3 separate regions of the Mus musculus genome follow, and regions 2 and 3 are each linked to region 1. A link is a contact called in public HiChIP or PLAC-seq data. All regions are on one chromosome and are shown on one strand. Each heading gives the region's core, a stretch centred on a gene start, on an enhancer-like site or on the middle of the called end of the contact. The rest is flanking DNA. Distances are from core to core; before and after follow the strand shown.

Region 1 (4,438 bases), core at 625-3,124:
GTCTGCATTTCCTATGTGCTCTGTAAACGTGTGTCTAAAACCTGCAACTTTTAGACTGTTTTTCTTTGACCAAGGCATTTTTTAAAAAATGGGTTTTCTGACTTGCATTTTGATGTCCTGCCATTCAGAGCCCAACAGGCAGGGTTGCTATGTTGTCTTGATGAGTTAACCCTTTCCCTGATGGGTCAAGCCTACTTGGTCTTTGGTAAGAGTGTCAGCTCTGAAATCAATTCTTCTGCTATGAGTGTGAATGCTCTAGCTCTTTCAGTTCTTCTTGTCCTTGTAATGTTTCGCCAGCAAAACACACTCGGACAACCAGATCCTTCTACGGCAAAGCTTTATTGCTTACTTATCAGGAAGACCTCGAATACAGGAAACTCAGTCCTTTTATAACCCACAAAGAGCGGTTGGAGAAGTGTCAGCTCCTGATTAGCTGCTCACTATCAGCCCAGATGACTGCCACGGGACAGGCAGGGCACAAGGCATGAAAAAATACCCCAGCATCATGCGCAGACTACTTGTTTACTAGTTAGAACACGGGATATCAGTGCCATCTTGTAATGGCGATTGCAAGGGCGGCTCCTCACAAGTTCTGATGACCTGTCACACCCTTTCCTGGCCACTCTGTTTGTCCCAGTGTTTTGGTGGCTCTTTTGCAGGTAGCCTCTGACTTTACACTGAATTGTTCAGGACTTTTGTGTTTTTCAAGCATGTAGAGAAAGGGAAGTGCTGCTACCTGCTCTGTACAAAAGCTGTTGCTGGTTTAGCTTCCAAAGAAGGGGCTGTACTCCCTGGAATCTTTCAAAAAATTACATATTCGTGTATTATGAATGTGTGTGTGTGTGTGTGTGTTTGCATGTGCCACAGAGTGTGTGCGGAGGTCAGAGGACATCTTGTCAGAGTTGGTTCATTCCTTTTCTCATGTGGGTCCTGGGGTCTTTAACTCAGGTAGTCAAGTCTGGTGGCAAGTACCTTTATTCATGGAACCATTTCACCTGTACCTACCTACCTCCTATAGTGTGTTCTCCATAGCAAAACACAGCTGCCGCCACCACCACCACCACCACCACCACCATCACCACAACCTCCTGCTTTCTCTGATTCTTTGGTTTATGTTACCTTCACGGTGTTTTTTATGTTTTATTTTTCTGGAATACTTCAATTCTGGTGTGTTTTGGTACCATCAGTATGTTTCATGCTATCTATTAGTCTCTTCAGTAATAGCCTCTGGCTTCTTACTTATTTGGGTTCAATTGGTGATTTTGTATGAATGGGTCGCCGTCAGGTGGTATCCCCTCAATGGTTTCCATTGCCCCTGACAACCCTGTGAGTACTCCCTGGAGAAGCTCATCCCTTAAGCCACTGTTGACATCTTCTCTTTGTTCTAGTGTCTTCTCTTCTGGAGTAGCAATCACCCACACTTGCTGGAAACTGAAGGCAGCAGGGTCCCCATGATGGCTTGGATTCTGTAGTCAGACGCCGGCCTGAGGGACCTGAGCTGACTTCTTGAGCCTTTGCTCTCCATCATTTATCCCTCATCTGCTTTTTCTCCCACTGCTTACAGACTCCAGGATGCTCTCCATAGGTGAAAGGGTCAGATAGTATCAGACGGACCTTTTGTGGGAAACATTTTATGGCTGGCTGGGGGTTCCCCTGTGTGAGGCCCAGACTCCTTGTCTGAAGTGGAAAGTGCTGCATCTTTTGCCAGATCCTCCCACCCGCTCACAGGTCAAATAATGGCTTTAGTTAGAAATACGGAAAAGTTTAGTTAATCCCTGCACCAAAACTTGCCACTAGGAAGGCAGCAGTGTAAACAGCGTGTGACTAATCCTTTCTTCAGAAGAGAGCAGTTCTGTGCAATTGTTTGCCCCGTGTTTACGAAGACACAGAGGTTTCCATAGATGCAGATCTCTGAGCAGCCGGCTATCCCCCGCCCCACTGTCTCCTTCTCCTTTCTGCTCCTTTTCTTCCCTACTGGCATTCCCTCCATTCCTCCGACCCCCTTCTGGTACTGCTGCCATACTGTCTGTGTGGCCAGTGACCTGCTACCAAACCCGATGGCCTTTGCTAATTCTGTGTATCTTGCTTCTTTGCAGCAATTTGTAAATAATCTTCTCTCCCTTCCTTTTTGAAACCCTTTCCTGCTCAATATTTCTAGACCTATATACTGTGTGGTTTTTAATCTCTTCTGATCCTCTATCTCTTCTCTTTATGTCCTATCTATCTGCCTATCTACCTGTCCACCCATCTGCCTATCTATCTATCTATCTATCTATCTATCTATCTATCTATCTATCTATCTATCTATCATCTATCTACCTATCTATCTTCATCATCATCATTTAAATGAGTCTTGGTTTATTCTGAGTTCCATATACAATGATTCTCAAGTTCACTACAAAACTAAGAGAATGGAGATGTGGCTCAGTTGGTAGAGTGCTTGAATACCACACATGAAGCTTTGGGTTTGAATCCCAGCAATGCAGAAGCCGAGTGATTTTGAACATACTTGTAAATCCAGTAGGAGTGTGTGTGGGGTGGAAGAACCTGAAACTAGATAGATCACGGACTCTGTGGGAGGAGCTGTTTTCTTAAATACGAGTCTTGTACTCTTTCAGAGGACATGAAGATTTATGCCATCCTTAACTGTATGCCAGAAAGCAGAGAAGTTAGGCTGCCAACCAAGTGTGATTCACCCTCCTCAAAACTGTGAATGGGTCTCACATAGCCAAGGTTGGCCTTGAACTCATATAGCAGAGGATGTCCCGGAACTTGTACCTTTTGATCTCCCACCTGTGGGACTAGATAGGTATGTGCTATCACAGTCAACGTCTGTGCTGTTGGGGTACAGGTCAGAGGAGATCCCAGCACTGAAGGGGGAAGTTGACACTAAGTCCCACCCCTAACTAAGAAGCTCATTGCAGCTGATGCCAGTGGGTAAGGGAAAAATCCGGTTTCTCCAATGGAGTGTCACTGAATATGTCAACCACATGTCCGAGAAAGATTCTCTACCCAGTAGTAGCTGGACAACACAAAGCAGACCCCATGTTTGTCTTTTTCTGTACTGTTTTGTTTTGTCTTGGACACTTTTTTCTTTGTCTCTTTGTTTTAGTTCTGATTTTGACTTTTGATTTTTTCTGAGAGAGAGAATGAAGATGACATTGGGTAGGTAAGGAGGTAGGGAGGATCTGGGAAAGAAAAGAATGTGGTCAAAAACGTATTGCACAAGAATAAATTTTCAATAGAGAGAGAGAGAGAGAGAGAGAGAGGAAGAAGAAGAAGAAGAAGAAGAAGAAGAAGAAGAAGAAGAAGAAGAAGAAGAAGAAGAAGAAGACAAATCTTAATTGTGAAAAAAATTGTGTCTACAAAATAAGCTGCGAAAACTTTCTACTGACATGACATTAAGAAAGGGCGTTGATTCTATGTAACCTGGTGCACTATGCTATCAATCGCAGCACTTGGGAGACAGAAACAGATGGATCTCTGTGAGTTGCAGGCCAGCCTGGTCTACAGAGTGAGTTCCAGGACATCAGAGCTATGTAGAGCGACCCTATCTCAAACAGACCAACAAAAGATTAATTTTTTTAGAAGAATTCTTTTTTTTTATTACATATTTTCCTCAATTACATTTCCAATGCTATCCCAAAAGTCCCCCATACCCTCCCCCCCCCCACTTCCCTACCCACTCATTCCCATTTTTTTTGGCCCTGGCGTTCCCCTGTACTGGGGCATATACAGTTTGCGTGTCCAATGGGCCTCTCTTTCCAGTGATGGCCGACTAGGCCATCTTTTGATACATTTGCAGCTAGAGTGATAAATCCCCTTTCTCATAGGATATCTACACAATTAAATGTGGCTATCTCCCAAGACTGTTTGATTCCATGCTTTCCAATCAAAGACTAAAAAATAAAATCTTTTCATATTTATTGTAGTTTCTGTGTGCACATGCATGCCATAGCATGGGCGTGGAGGTCCAAGGACAAGTTGCAGAAGTTTGGTTTTCTTTCTCCTTATGTGAGAACTAAACTTAGCTCATCAGCTGTGGCCTCAGCGCCTTTCTTGGCTCATCTTTTTCCTGGTTCACTTTTTAAGATTTTACTCATTTTATGCAGATGAGTGCACTGCCATTCATATGCCCGATGTGTTCAGACACACCACCAGAAGAGGGCATCAGGTCCCTCAAATAGTTGTGAGCCACCATGTGGTTGCTGGGAATTGAACTCAGGACCTCTGGAAGAGCAGTCAGTGCTCTTAACCACTGAGCCATCTCTCCAGCCCTCTGGTTCATTTTTTAGTTTTTTTTCCTTTTTTTTTTCCATTTTTTTTAACAGTTTTGATTTTTGAGGGGGCTTGCTCCTTAGAACATCACTTGGATGTTTCCCCCAACTGTCTCCTGGACATTTACTGCATGTTTCTGACTATGAAACTATAGTAGCCT
Region 2 (4,438 bases), core at 1,189-3,688, 320 kb before region 1:
GTGGGTGATTATTATTCAAAGTAGGTACTGAGAAAGCAAACCTTTTCCTATTCTGCTCATGTAAGGATACAGTAAAATAGCAGTCTCTCAAGTCAATTATTATTATAGGCCATGATCTCAGTAACAAAGAAGGTGAAGGAAGTCCAGGCTGTAAAGGACCCAGTGTTTGAATTACTTTTTACTGCTCTTAAATCTGTTATTGTTCTGTAGTTTTCTGATTTTTGTTTTTAACAACAAACATGAGAATTCCATCGGCTGGTAGGCTCTTCTATATGTTGAGCCCCCAGCTGTTCTTGTACCATTGTTCAAGTGCCTGCAACTTTTCTTTTATTATGGCTCACTGCTCTTGCCACACAGGTTGGTTTGCTAACCATTTTAGGGGCAAGGCTGTTGGTATGTTAGCAGTGGCCCCTTTTATAAATTTGGAAAACTCAATCCTTGTGTTGTCTTGTGTTTGGACAGTGGGCACAGCTTGTGATTGTTCCCAATTATCAGTATCAATACTTTCCCTAGGAGCATCCACCAGATCACCCCTAGTTTCCTCATTTGATGTCCCCAAATTGCAGGGATATTAATTTGAGTAACCCATTGTTGTAAAAGACCCCTTCCCCACAAACTTACGGCTATGTCAGCCACATAAGGACTTTCTTCCCTGTTTGCCCTTCTCGTCCCACACAGGTAATCCATTGGACACTGTGTCTTATTTGTGATAATTTACCAGATCCTGTAAACTGTGTGTAAACCTGAAGTGGCCAATCTGGATTCTAAGACTTTTAGGAAAGTATACTAATGTTAGCTCATGTATCCACCTGTATTTCAACACCATTCATTTGTACCATTCATTTGCACCATTCATTTGTACCATTAATTTGAATCTCTGATCATTAACCACTATTTGCCAGAACACACATTTTCCAGTACTTCCAAAAGCCCCTGTTCTTTCTACTGGAGTAGCCTTGCCCTTTATGTAGGGAAACAGTAACAGCTGAGCAGTTTTATCCCTTGCATTAATTTGTACCTCCTTTTTCATATATATCATAATTTGTTTATCTTTCTTGCTATTCCCACTTATAATACCTGGGTGCACAATAAAATTTCCCAAGATTCCTACTATCCCTGAAAGTAAAGGATCATAAACACCAGTGGTTAGCCTGTAATATTGAAATTTGGGGGGTAGTGTAAGAGATGTATCTTTGGCAAGATCCTGAGCTGCATCTATAAGATCAGAAATACTTAGTTTTGATCTTCTTGTCCACTTGGTATTTCCTGGCTGACCAAAGGAAGATGGCTCTTATTGTTTGCTCCAGGGTCTCAAACTGAAAGCCCGCTCGGTTCGTTTCCCAACTGTAAGGTTATGTCTTATGAATATCTTGGACCTACAATCTTTAGACCAGTGTTTGCCCTTTCTACAGTGGCTACAATACCCTGGAAGCTTTTGTGTTTCATAGCAGCCAGAACCTCCTTATTCTTGTCTATGAATGCCATATTCTCCAGACTTAATGCACTTGCTATTTTGAGACCTGAATCTTTTATTTTTACAGTTTCTTGAAATGACCAAATTCATTACAAAGCACTGGGCATTTTGGTTCCTATAACATTGGCATGGTGCTCCTGAAGGCCAGCACCAATTGTCTCTCTTATCCATTTGTGTATTGGTGCTCCTTGTGCTTTCAATGGACTGACTGACCTCTTACATTTAATATTTGCATTTTCAAATGCCAAGATCTCTGTCAATGTACTCTCTGGTTTCAGGGTCTGATTTGGTCTGTTTATAGCTGAACCTGATCTGTAAGAAGTCAATAAAGGCTTCCCCAGGGCCATGTATTACCTTAGTGAATGAGATGGATTGTCCCCCTGGCTGCTCAGTCACATCCCAAGCTCTTAACGCAGCAACACAACATCGTCAATTATGACATCATCAGATCAGATTTGTACAAAGCCTGGGAAAGCTGAAAGTACCTGTGCAGCCCCAAGCACATGCTCTGGCAGTGCACTTGTCTGGATACTAACCTGTCCCTGTAGTGCCTCTTGCTCTTCCTCAACCCTTGTCTCATGGAGGTGCTCTGGGCACCTATAAGTCAAAGTGCATGGGCAGGGCAAGGTTGTCTTCTAGCCTAGTTTGCTTCCCTCTCTCATCGTGTGGTAAATTTCTGTCTCAGACACCAAGCCGAACAGTGGTGTTGTTCTCCTCTCACTGGCTCTTTTTGCTTTCCAAGCACTTCAGCCTCTGTCCACACACTCTAAGTGCATAGCCAACCGTGCAATCCTTTCTAACCCAAGAGAATTGACTGAGCCTTCTGAGTTTTCAGCTTTCCCCATAATCTTTTTCAAAATGGTATGCATGAAACCTATGAACCAAAACCAGAGAACCCCCTCCAGGAGCAAGGCAGGAAACAACCCAGTGGCAGTTTCTCTTATTTTGCCATCCTCCTTACACAACATTGCTAAGCCATCAAAACTTGCCTATTCCTCTATACAAGAAGTAGCAGAGTTACCCATTATGCCTAGGCCATGTTGAGTGCCACCTGTATTCTTAGATTTTTCAAAACCTACTTTAGTTGGGGTTCTTAAATATTTCAACCTCCCTTCTAGCCCACTGATCAGAGGTAGGGGATAAAAAAGAAGGTTAAAATAGCAAAAGAGAATTATAGACCTGTTTAGTAGTTCATTGAGGCAGTTCCACTCTTTGTTGTCAGGATACCAGCAGTCCAGTTCAGTAGCAAACACCAAACACAAATCAGTAGTGGTGACTCAGTCCAACATAAACAGCAAGGCTTAGCTGAATCAGGATGAGTCAGTAGAAGTGGCCAGAATCAGCCAGAATACCACAAGAGGTTCTTTGATGCATTTCTCTCTACAAAGCAAAGTCTAAAGAAGACCAGTGAAGAAGTGAAGTGTCACACAAATAACAATGCAAGAGCATATCTCTCTCACTGTCTGTGGGATTCTATTTATATTCTTTCTAGGCATCACGTGCTCTCTCAAGTGTTTGTTTTCAGTAAAATATCACAAGATAGCTTCCCAAAAAAGTCACGTGACATGACTGAGTTGTTAAAGAAACCAGAAATTTCTACTTCAGTAGTCCCTTAGCCAGGGCTGTGGATTCACTTTAAAGGGAGGAGACAGTGCTGTGTCTCCTAGAGGCAATGCTGCAAGTCCTGGTTACACATCAGACTTAAAAGACTTGGCAGGGAGAAGGCGGATATAAAACTTCTCAAGTGGTTCATATATTAACATGTTGAAGCAGTCTCATTTTGGATATCTAGAAATAAATATTATTAAACTTATAAAAAGTGTAGCCACCAGAGCAGGTAATGAAGCTAAGCTCTTTCTTACCCACCTGACAGCTCTGGGCTAAGTCGTAGTAATTTTGGAGCTTAAAGAATTCAGCTGTATTTTGAGGACTTGTGTGAAAGTTTTGAGGCATCTTGACTCATTTATTTAATATATATTGTATTGGTGCGTGTGTGCCGCGTGTGTGCTCGCGCAGTGTGTGTGTGTGTACGTGTACACCTGTACTCGAGCACACATGCATGTGTGACTGACTTAGCATGCATGTGGAGATCAGCAGACAACTTGCAGAAATTGGTTTTTTCTTTCATCTTTAGGTACATCCCTTGTCATGAGTATCAAGATGGCTAGCTTACAAAGCTGCCCGGCTATGCGGGCTGTGCGTCTAATAGGCTTGTAGACCTTAGATGTGTTTCCCCACAGCTGGATTTTTTTTTTTTTTTTTGACATGGGTTCTGGCCATCAAACTCAGGTTAGGTTGTCTGGTTTGTGGGATAAATGCTATTACTTGCTGAGCCATCTCACTGGCCCCATCAGTCATCATTGATAATGGGCATTTAAGTAATAATTTAAAAACAAAGTAAAAGACATGCTAAGCATTGTCCACAGTTCTTCAGATTCTAAAGACCTCCATTGAGAAAGAAAAAATAAAGACATTGTAGTGAGTCAGCTGATAGCAACTGGGAGACCCTGAAGTTTAAAGCTGAGAGCTTTGTATGAGTCCAGGGCCAAGATGGTTACCTGTACTGAGAGAGGCAAGCCAACAGTTAACTGATCTGGAGATTTTCATTGCATGCAAATTATTAAAACAACTGCAAAAAATAACCAAAGGTAAATGATACAGGAGCCATATTAATACTTCATATATCTAAATGTTTATTAAAAATTTAATATACTGAATATAAAACTTGGATATTTTTTAAACTTAAAAGTAAATAAGACACTTCATGTGACCAGAGTGGCCTCGAGCTATATCTTGGGTACTGTTATTTGCATTATTTGCTAATCTTTTCTCGTGGATTAAAAAGTAAAGTTTCCCATTTGTATCTTGATTTCATATGTTTTTTTTTTTAATATCAACCTGTGGGGAAGATATTTGCTTTTTGTTTATTTATTAATTTGTGTGTGTGTGTGTGTTTTTTTTTTT
Region 3 (4,438 bases), core at 789-3,288, 330 kb after region 1:
CCAGTTGAAAAAAATTGTTAAGTCCCGTGAGCCAAGGACCGACTCAACAGCAAGCAGCTTTTCCATGCATACTCTATGTAAATACATACACCTCTGCCCACCATTTATTGTGATAAATATGCAATAATCATCACACCTGCGCTTGCGTGATCACACTTAGGTCAGTGTAGTTCAGCATGGAAAGGGTTCCATGGCAGGGGACTGACTGGGAGTGGCGTAGGAGGAGATCTGATGGCTGCTGCGCATGCTCTTTTGCCATGAGTCTTGCCATCTTATGATTTGCTGCGCACCTAGAGACTGAGTGGTTGTCTCACTTGCCAGTTGTGAACCTGTGGTTTCTCTGGGTCATCAGTCAGGGAGAGCCTTCACAGAAAACTACTGCTTGAACATTTTTATACATTTCATCTGCCTCTCTACATCCCTTCACTTGGCTAGACATCAAAATGGTAGTGAGCAAAAGGCTGTGTATAATATATAAGGATCTGGGGAATGGGGAAATCTTTCAGGCTGACAGGAAGAACACTGAGGAGATCAGTGTTACATGGATGCCTTGAGAAAGTATAAATGTTTTTTGCAAAGTCATCATGCCCAGATTACATATTTTAGAGATTAACCTACTTATAGAAAGAAAAAGCAAAATTTAATTTTACTCACCCAATCCCCTCAAAAGTAAACCCAAATCAGTAGTAGTTCTCACTGTAGTCTTCTAAACTAGAACACTGGGGATGAGACTTGTCCCTTAGTGTCCTTATGTGATAGATTCCAGGACTCCATGAACACCATGCATGATCATGATGCCCAGATCCTTCCTGTTCAGGGGCACAGTGTTTTTGTTTGTTTGTTTGTTTGTCTGTTTGCTTGGGTGGTTTTTTTTTTTGTTTGTTTTTTTCAAGACAGGGTTTCTCTGCATAGCCCTGGCTGTTCTGGAACTCACTTTGTAGACCAGGCTGGCCTCTAACTCAGAAATCTGCCTGCCTCTGCCTCCTGAGTGCTGGGATTAAAGGCGTGCGCCACCACGCCCGGCTTGGGCACAGTGTTTTTTATATAACCTATGCTGATCTTCCTGTGTGACTTCAATCATCTGTGTCTCACTTGGAGATGTGACCTAATATTGTTATCCTATATTCTTTAAGGAATAATGAAAAGAACAAAAGGTGTTCAGTACAGATATCACTACTTTGAGAAACATACTGTACATTCATGGTTGGTTGCATTTCATAGACATAAAACCTTGAGGATATGAAGGCTCTGATCTTTGATGGAAAATGCTTTTTTTTCCCCAAGGAAATGGCATAATTTAGTGAACGCTAGCAGAGACATAAAGAATGGACTCAGAATTTTGACATCAAATGCTTGCTTGATTTCTTTGATGTTTTGCAATAGGGAATGGAATCCTAGGACACAGAGCATGTTTTGTCTGTCTTGGAAGATTGCATGCTTTACAGACACCTGTTCTCCAAAAGCTAGCCCCATGGTCCCTTATTTCCCCTTTATATCAGTTGCTCATTTATTATAGGAGTCAGCCATCATGCTGTCATGTTCTCATTACTTTATGAGACCTAAAATCTTGGGTGTTCTATTCTTTCATGTGGTCTTTGTCCCTTCAGAGTCTGTGGTATGTAAAGTCACTGTGCTTTGGTCTTTGAATTCATCTCTGGGATTGAAAAAAGAGAATGCCCGTTTACATGGGAATTCACTGGCACTAGGCACTCTCTCTCACTGCCACAATTTCAAGTAGGGGTGTGGGCATCATTCCCATTGTTTACAGAGAGGAGACTGAGAATAAGAAAATGTACGTAACTTGTCCACAGTCATGGAGGAAGTACGTGCAGGCAGAATTCTACACAGTGTAAACAATCTATTAGCCCCGAATCCCAGGAATTTCTCTGTTTATGCTGTCATCCAGGCGAAGACGGGGTTCAATTACATCATTCAAGTGCACATTTTGAATTGTCTTTTGTAGTGAAAAAGGCTGTACCTTGTCATGATCTTCTGTTAGGCATTGGTTTATGACTAGTTTGTGGTGTGCTGGCTGATGGGTATTGTTGGTGGTATTAAGTAAGTTTTATGGGCAGTTGACTTGAAGAATAAGTCCATCTTAGTCACAGACACAAAGATATTGGCTTCAGATAACATTTGTAGTGGAATTTAGTCATCATTTTCGTCACTGGTGTGGGTTGGTTGAAGTCTCAGCAATGACGGCATGATGTAACATCAGCTTTGAGAGGGCCCATTTTTTAGATATAAAAGTTATTAATATAATTAATTGATTACATTTAAAATAGTCCAGCCTGCTCTCTTGCATATATTCTCCTTGCCTAAGAAAAGCAATTCCTGGGAGTTCTGCTGGCTACAACACCCGCACATCCAGGGGGCAAGTGTGCATTCCGACGTGCTTATTCCTTTCCTCCTTGTGGTCACTTGCTCAGTGTGAGGAGTCTTAGCTCACTAGACTAATTGAGACTCTTTACTGTTGGTCAGTTCTCCAACAAGTTCATTGTTTATTGACTAGCACCATTATCAGTATGTTGGTAAGATCATAAAAACAGCTGTATGTGGCTTCTAGTAGTTGTGAGTGCAGCTATACATAGTAATAGCCAGGGAAAATATAAATGTATGCTGTTTTATAATAAATAAAACATTATAATAACCTTTGTAGTATGACTGTTTAGGGCTACTTTCTTTGAATTAAAAAAAAAAAAGTCTTGAACTGACTCATAAACTGATCCAAAAGGTATTTCCCCCTTTTTACTGGTTATTGTAATAAACAGAATTTTCGGCACCTTCCAAGAGCATACAAGAGAACATTTATAAAAGAAGGAAAGACAGTGAGATGGTTGGTGATGGTTTTACCATTATGGATTTCATTTCGGTCAGCGGAGTTCAAAGCAGTGTAAATCTTGATGCCCCTACTGTAATAGAAGGATCTTATTCATGTCTAGTTTGTGACAGGATTCAGGTTGCTGCAGCTACACTAATATCTTTTAAGCTTCTGTTTAATAGGATTGGTACTTTTATTTTCTGAAGGCTTCTTTATTTCCCAAATGTTGTCCCGTCTTTTCCCTTAATCAGCTGGCCCATAACTACCCCATAAGGTGCCATATTATTATGACATTGATTTGCTTTAAGACTATAAATACAGTCAGAGTTTTAATTAAGGATGTGTTCCTGGTACAACTGGCAGAGAACTACCCACGGGAGGAAAATAACATGGGAAATTTATATCTATTCCCAGAGCTTCCTTTTAGTTATTACTTTCTCGCCGCTTAATTTTTTTCAACCCCACAGACAAGCAACTGCATTAGAGAATGTGTAAGTGATTTTAATTGCATTTTCCCCTGTCTGGAGCATTTGTAATGTGGCAGAGAGACCAATGCAATTGGCCCAAAGGGAAATTGATGAGCTAGGAATGGAGTTAGACACAGCCATCAATCTAAGGCACAGTCAGTCTCCAAGTTAACAAACCGGCTCGGTCTCTCCTCTGCTTTGAGGACATTTTCTTTCCATTCAACAATCCAAACTGCTTTGCACTGGGCTTCCTGGGTGCCTTCTGTGCAAATTAACCTTGGAAGGCACGTGAGAGTTGTGCCTAGACATCTGTACATGAAGGTCCCTGTTGCAGAACAGTTCTAAAGACTGGAATCAAGGACCTCGAGAGAAGTATGTCCTTTCCCAGGCATACTGCAGAAGCTCTCCCTGTACCCATGAAGAATGCTCCTTCTCAGATCTCAAGCTAACAGAGCCTTCTGGGGCTCCCAAGCCCTCAAGAATTTGAAGTAGTTTTAAATTGGAGAACCAAGTACATCCATATTTGGTTCTGAGATACTCACACTGCAAGTTCGATTTGAGTGAACACTGAAATTGGCCCGGGTCTCAGTTCTGCTTTCTCAAAGTAGAAAGTATTTCATTTATGCATGGAATGCCTGCCACTCAAAAATCATATGAGTTGACAGGCTGTTTTAGAGATCATTATTTTCCTGTGGCCTGGGCAAGTGGCCAATCTGAAGGGTGGTTTTTCAGATTTCTCTGTAGCCCACTTCCCTCCCCAGCCAGTCTTGATCCAGACATGTCTCTGCCTCTGATGGTGTTTCTTTTGTTGTAAGGATTTAAACTATGCCTGCTTTAGGAATAGAAAAGAAAATAACATTTACTTTCACCTCATTCAGAAAGTAGATAGCGCTGTAGTGAGCAGAGTGCTGTAAGAGAAGAAATCAAATGAGAAGAGTTGGCTACCTTGCATTTTAAAAGGCCAGTGGGGTGAGGTTTTTTTGCTGGAAACAATGCTCATGCCTTTTTTTAACATAATGATGCTGTCTCTCATTCTACCTAGGTTTAAAATGGATGCTCTCTATGGAAAGGACATCCACTGTGCAGTGGAGACTGCTGGCCTTGTCATGCAATTGATGTTGCATCATGACCAATACATTTACCATTTCCA

Evidence for each region. HiChIP or PLAC-seq counts read pairs in DNA pulled down with a chosen protein or histone mark.
Region 2: a FOXA1 HiChIP or PLAC-seq map of pancreatic cancer cells shows a contact between it and region 1. The contact joins two enhancer-like sites. A contact is called at or near these places in 1 of 15 datasets of contacts at CTCF or cohesin (the NIH/3T3 cell line) and 3 of 115 datasets of contacts at active chromatin or transcription factors (bone marrow-derived macrophages and pancreatic cancer cells).
Region 3: a FOXA1 HiChIP or PLAC-seq map of pancreatic cancer cells shows a contact between it and region 1, with 4 times the contacts expected there. The contact joins two enhancer-like sites. A contact is called at or near these places in 1 of 15 datasets of contacts at CTCF or cohesin (the NIH/3T3 cell line) and 2 of 115 datasets of contacts at active chromatin or transcription factors (bone marrow-derived dendritic cells and pancreatic cancer cells).

What each region holds. Positions count from the first base shown.
Region 1 is chr17:75,142,502-75,146,939 of GRCm38.p6, forward strand. The region is part of intron 3 of Ltbp1 (latent transforming growth factor beta binding protein 1); the gene reads left to right. Among named protein-coding and RNA genes, the nearest start is that of Ltbp1, 140 kb to the left of the region's middle. Within about 2 kb of position 1,875, at least 15 of the 459 cell types and tissues checked have an H3K27ac peak or open chromatin away from gene starts, as enhancers often do. A contact at or near this core is called in pancreatic cancer cells, where this site is marked.
Region 2 is chr17:74,817,008-74,821,445 of GRCm38.p6, forward strand. The region is part of intron 13 of Ttc27 (tetratricopeptide repeat domain 27); the gene reads left to right. Among named protein-coding and RNA genes, the nearest start is that of Ttc27, 100 kb to the left of the region's middle. Within about 2 kb of position 2,439, at least 48 of the 459 cell types and tissues checked have an H3K27ac peak or open chromatin away from gene starts, as enhancers often do. A contact at or near this core is called in pancreatic cancer cells, where this site is marked.
Region 3 is chr17:75,468,688-75,473,125 of GRCm38.p6, forward strand. The region is part of intron 1 of Rasgrp3 (RAS, guanyl releasing protein 3); the gene reads left to right. Among named protein-coding and RNA genes, the nearest start is that of Rasgrp3, 35 kb to the left of the region's middle. Within about 2 kb of position 2,039, at least 13 of the 459 cell types and tissues checked have an H3K27ac peak or open chromatin away from gene starts, as enhancers often do. A contact at or near this core is called in pancreatic cancer cells, where this site is marked.